Linked DNA regions of Sus scrofa: region 1 is linked to region 2. A link is a contact called in public Hi-C data. All regions are on one chromosome and are shown on one strand. Each heading gives the region's core, a stretch centred on a gene start, on an enhancer-like site or on the middle of the called end of the contact. The rest is flanking DNA. Distances are from core to core; before and after follow the strand shown.

Region 1 (2,839 bases), core at 309-2,808, 620 kb after region 2:
AGCTAAGACACACCACTCCCTCCGTACTCTGCTGTCCTTCCCTTCACTGCCCTTGAGACCTTCGCTGCTAGCATGTGGGTTTTGTGTATTTGGTCACTGCTCCACTCGGCCACTAGAATACAAGTGACAGGAGAGCAGGGGCCTGTCTGCTTTGAGTTCCACCATATCCTCAGAGCCTAAAAAAGCACCTGGCACCCAGTAGGACTGCAGAAATATTTCAAAATGGATGAAGGAGGCAGTGTTTCTCAAAGTCTGGTCCATGAACCACTGCCTCCGAATCTGCCAGGAAGCTGGTTAAATTTGCAGATTCCAGGGGCCCACGGCAGAATGAACTAAACCCAGCATGGGGGTGGGGAGGGCAGAAATCTGCATGGCCAAAAAAAGTGCAGTTCAGGAAATGACAGGGCAGGCACGGACTGCTAAAGTGTAAGTCACGCGTTTACTTCCAACTTCAAATTTGTTTCCTAAGACTTTCCGCTTGCACCCACCTGAGTTACCACAGGTCAACAGAGGGACAGGCAAGGACACTTCCAGGGCTCTGATCCTATTGGCCAAGTATGACTTAGGACCCTTGACCTACTCTATCCCACTCAATCCCTCTCCCCATCACCCACAAGGGGCCATCAACAAATGTGGAAACTGGAAGCATCCGGTGTGGCTCAGCAGTAACAAGCCTGACCAGTAGCCATGAGGATGCGGGTTCCATTCCTGGCCTCGACCAGTGACTTGGAGATCTGGCGTTGCCGTGACCTGTGGTGCAGGTCACAGACACAGCTTAGATCTGGCATTGCCGTGACTGTGGTATAGAGGCCGGCAGCTGCAGCTTGGATCTGGCATTGCCGTGACTGTGGTATAGAGGCCAGCAGCTGCAGCTCCGATTCGACCCCTAGCCTGGGAATTCTGGGAACTTCCATATGCTGCAGGTGCGGCCCTAAAAAGAAAAAAAAAAAAATGTGGAAACCAAGACTCAAGGAGGCTTAGCCACTTGCCTAAGCTCACACAGCCAACAAGAGCAGGGTCAGGATTGGAACCTGGGTCAGCTTCCCCTGGAGGCTGCACACTGACCCTCTGCGCCCTCCCCAAAGTGCCACACTGGCCCCGGGGGAGCCTGACTGTCCCTGCTGCCCTCTCTCACCCGTGCACAGCCCAGCACCTTCAGTGGGCTGGGGGCACTTACTGAGTGAGAGGAGGAGGAGTAGGGGTCCCGTGGAGCTACAGAACCGTGATGCAGTGCCACTGAGGCCCTGGGAGGGACCCTCAGCCCCCCGGGCTCCCCCGCCCTGCAAGAGCCTGATGAGCTCATGGTCCCACAGAAACAGGAAAAGGCCTGGTGTCGCAGCCCAAGGCCGGCAGGCAGCCGGGTGCTTGGCTGGGAGTCAGGCTTCCCAGTCGTCAAGGCCACAGGGAGCAAGGGCCAGGGCACAGCCAGGGCCCCCGACGTGTTTCCAAATCACTGGAAACAGGACGCGGTGGCCGGCCCCACACCGGGACACAACATCCCCAGCGCAGACGCTATAAATGGAAATGTATTCTTAGAGAGGGGCAGGACGCGAGCGGGGTTTTTCAGAAGTGACCCATCATCGGATAAAAATACAGACGGCATTTAAATGCTCAGTGGCAGGAGCTATTCCGGGGACTGGATTCTCATCTCCGTGGCTCCCCGCCAGGGCACGGCCTTCCACAGAGATTTAAAAGGAAGAAATGATTGGTGCCGGTATTTTTAAGTTTAGGAGGAGAGAACAGGGGGGAAAGACAGCTGGGGGGAAAGATCCTCATGGAAAAGGCCCCCTGTGAGGAACCCCAAGTGTCCTTTGCCCTCCACCTGCCCGCGGGATTCAGTTTTACTCTGTGCCCTGAGACACCCCCCCCCCCACATCCTCAGCCCCCTGGAGACGTCAAGGCTGAGTTCCTGCAAAGGGCGAGAGTAGAAGCCTAGGACTGGATTAAGACTGGGTCACTTTCCCGCACAGCAGAAATTGATAGAACATTGTCAATCAACTACACTTTAATTAAAAAAAAAAATTTTTATAAAGACTGTCAGAGATTTGCAGGTCAGGGAAGAAAAACAGGGCAAAAGCTGGAGGTGGAGCCGGTGTCGTGGGGAAGGCAGGGACAGCACTGACGAAGCACCTCCCACCAGCCAGCCTGTGAACTCACGTCATTTCATCAAATTCTCAAAACCGCTCAAGATGGCAAAATGAGACTGACTCCCGTTTTTACAGGAAAAGGAACCGAGGCTCAGCAAAGACAGTGCAGAGAGGGTGAATCTGGGGCTGAGACCCTGAGTGCAGGAAGATGAGCAGAAAAGCAGCTGGGAAAAGGGGTGGAAATGTGTCTCAGGCAAAGTGACAGCTCTGGCCAAAGATCGTGGCTCTGGAAGCCGGAGGTCACTCGAGCAGCAGGTGGCAAAGCTGGGGTCGATGCCCTCATCTGCCTGGACTCAAAGTTACTGCACCTCGCGCGCCCAGGAGCAGCTCTGTGCTTTAGGAAACCAGGTCTGGCTCCGCAGTTACAAGGTGAGATGTTCACAGAGGCCCACGTGAAAAGGCACCCGGAAAGGAATCAAAGGATTTTCCTTGTTGGCCCCAGGGAGAATCGGTTGGTGACCAGTTTCTTTTGGTCACATCTTGGTACTTTCAGTTGTTCTATAATAAATAGGTTATAAACAGCAAAATAAAAACAGGGTTTTAGGAGACCTGTTTTGGGCTCCCCAGTCCATCTCTTTATTATCTGCCCCTTCACCCCACCTACCCCAGGACCCTAGCAACACTTTCTGTTCTAGAAAGGCCTCCTCTGCCCCAGATTCTGGGCCTCTGCATGCAGTGTGCCTCTGGCTGCA
Region 2 (2,744 bases), core at 110-2,609:
TGTGTGTTCTGAGGTAAAGAATTTCCCTGAGGAAGATCAGGCCACCAAAAATATCTCACCCCTAAACACTTGGCTATATTCATTCCTAAACAGGAAACTAGTTGCCCTGGACCTCAAAGCTTCTCCCTGGAGTTGGAAAAACCACTGCCATTTGCAAAAGCCTCATGAAGCACAGAACTGACCTCAGTAAGACATCAACAAATATGACCAATCTTTAGAAACCATCAAAGCCTGAGAGTCGCGATCACAGAAGAACCCCACGCTCGCTTTCGTAGTCCACTTCCTTCGCCTGGAGCAGCATCTACAATTGCTGCTGGAGACGGTTGCTCCCAGCATGTCTCCAGGTACCAGTCTAAATGCTCGACTGGTGTTGCCAGACCAAGAGGTCCACCCAGTCATGATGGTTTAACTCTTTTTTTTTTTTTTTTTTTTCTTTTTAGGGCCACACCCGCAGCATATGGAAATTCCCAGGCTAGGCGCCGAATCAGAACTGCAGCTGCCGGCCTACACCACAGCCACAGCAACGCAGAGTCTGCGCCACAACTGCGATCTACACTGCAGCTTATGGCAGCACCAGATCCTTAACCCACTGAGCAAGGCCAGGGATTGAACCTGAGTCTTCATGGATACTGGGTTCAGTCAGGTTCATTACCACTGAGCCACAATGGGAACTCCTCTCTCTTATTTTTTTCCTCCACTTACAGAAGTTTGTGACTCTTAGGTCACATTTTCAGGCACTGTTTTATCCTATTTCTGCCATTTACTCTTAGCTTCTATGTACTCCCAAGGGGCTGTAGAGGTCCATGCATTCTGTGTCACTCACTAGTGCTGTGGACTGAATAAATACTAGCAGGTTCATTACAGCAGGGCTTCTCTGAGCATAATCACCCGACCAGCAGCAGCATCACCCTGGAATTAGATGTGCAGCCCCAACCCCAGACCTATTGATTCAGAGACTTGGAGAGGGGGCCAACAAGCCTTCCAGATGATTCTGACACACACTAAAAATCATTTTCACTTTAGGAAACCTTTTTGGGAAGTCAGCGATGCTGACTGTAATGACAGTTGGATTGTGTTAATGGATAAACATAGTGTCTACATAGTGGATGAAATCAGTGTCTATTCTAATAGCTCCGGAAGGCGAGACTATGATCTCTTTTTTATTTTTTATTTTTATTTTTATTTCTCCTAATCATCTCATTAGTCCGTTGCAAGGACTGTGCATTTGGCCATTTTGGCTTAGAAATGTCTGCGTGTCGTTTACACCTCCTAAGCTTTCAAAAGCTATAAGCCGTCTTCTTAAGATGAGTTTGCTAAGCAACTCAGGATTTTGCCAGGAACCCTGCAGGAAGGCTGCCAGTGGCTACTAAAGATAGAGGAGCGATGTCTGGGGGGACTTAGCAAAGGTCAGGGCCTGGCTGTGCCCAAGGCTGGCACCGAGGTTTGGACTTGAAAATTGCGTCTGGATCAGCACTGGCTGGAGGCCAGGTACTGCCTCCTTGGCTGCCCAAAGGCTGCTGAGGACCGGGTGGGAAGCAGACAGGAAAGCTGGAGCAGACAGGCTTTCTTTGGCGCTGTGTATTGCACCCTGTCCATCACCTTACCCACGGAGGAGCCAAGAGGTCAGCTTTTATGGTCTTGTCACTGGGGATGGGCTCAGGTCCAAGGCCATGTGGTAGTAATTACCCAGCCTCTCAAATTGGTCACACAGCCTGAGACCTAGCTAGCCTTTCTGACTCCAGCCTCCAGGCTCCCATTTGGCCATCATTCTTGAAACACTGCTTTCATCAAGTATCTTCCTCATTCAACAAACCTTTGAAAGGAAGAAGTAAATGAACCAGGTGCTGTCAGGTGGCAGACATTATTTTATGCACAATTTCATGCGGTTCTCATGACCCTGTTAGGTAAGATCTACCCTCCCTTTTAAGGACGGATAAGGAAGGCAAAACTCAGGTGGAGCATTTACCCATCATGCAACTCTTAAGTAGGGAAGGAAGTCTGCAGCCAAGCCTCTCAGCAGTCAAAGCCCATAACTCCCCATCCCCCGCTTTGCTCCTTGGCCTCCCTATTATAAGAACCAGTTCAAGCTTGTCAGTCCTCTGGGGTCCACCCTTCATTCCAAAACGAAGGTAGGCCCAAATCAAATCAACCTGTACTTGACCTCGTACATCTCATCGCCCGCCCTTAGCTCTGGCCAGCCTTTGCTCCCCCTTCCCCTGCTCAAGGGTATGTCCCAGGGCAGTTTGCAAACTGGCAGGCTGCCCTGCTGTGCCCTCCACCTGTGTTCTGTCGGCTAAGGAGTTCTGACAGCTGTCTGTTGCTTTGTTTTCAATTAATTAGCACTTTTTTTAAAAGGGGAGATTTCTGTATAGAACGATATTGCTGGCTCCTAAAGGAAAACGGCAAAGTTTGGAAACACTTTTGTATTCCCACTGGATAACCACCAGGGCCAGTACGATAGCATCTCACCATTCCTGACAACATGCGGGACATGCAAATGCCACTGTCTGGCTTCACCCATTTCCATCGCCCTGCTGGGTCCCGAGGACATTTGAATTGGAAATACTTGCCCTAGAGGATCCTTGTCTTATGGTTACTTGACATAATTCAAAAGCATCTCTTTAGCTAGAGGACCAAATTCTAGACTTTAATTTTCCATAAGAGACTACATTTTTAAGCTACGTGAGTTGAGCTCTAGAATCTTAAAGATGGGAAGGGAGCCTGAGGGTCCCTCACATCCCCAT

The links. A called contact is a pair of places that touch in the nucleus more often than the background predicts.
Region 1: a Hi-C map of skeletal muscle shows a contact between it and region 2, with 12 times the contacts expected there. The contact joins two enhancer-like sites. A contact is called at or near these places in 1 of 47 Hi-C or Micro-C datasets (skeletal muscle) and 1 of 2 datasets of contacts at active chromatin or transcription factors (skeletal muscle).

What each region holds. Positions count from the first base shown.
Region 1 is chr16:51,362,158-51,364,996 of Sscrofa11.1, forward strand. The region is part of intron 1 of ERGIC1 (endoplasmic reticulum-Golgi intermediate compartment protein 1); the gene reads right to left. Among named protein-coding and RNA genes, the nearest start is that of ERGIC1, 40 kb to the right of the region's middle. Within about 2 kb of position 1,559, at least 35 of the 83 cell types and tissues checked have an H3K27ac peak or open chromatin away from gene starts, as enhancers often do. A contact at or near this core is called in skeletal muscle, where this site is marked.
Region 2 is chr16:50,744,877-50,747,620 of Sscrofa11.1, forward strand. No RefSeq gene overlaps it. Among named protein-coding and RNA genes, the nearest start is that of BOD1, 12 kb to the left of the region's middle. Within about 2 kb of position 1,360, at least 5 of the 83 cell types and tissues checked have an H3K27ac peak or open chromatin away from gene starts, as enhancers often do. A contact at or near this core is called in skeletal muscle, where this site is marked.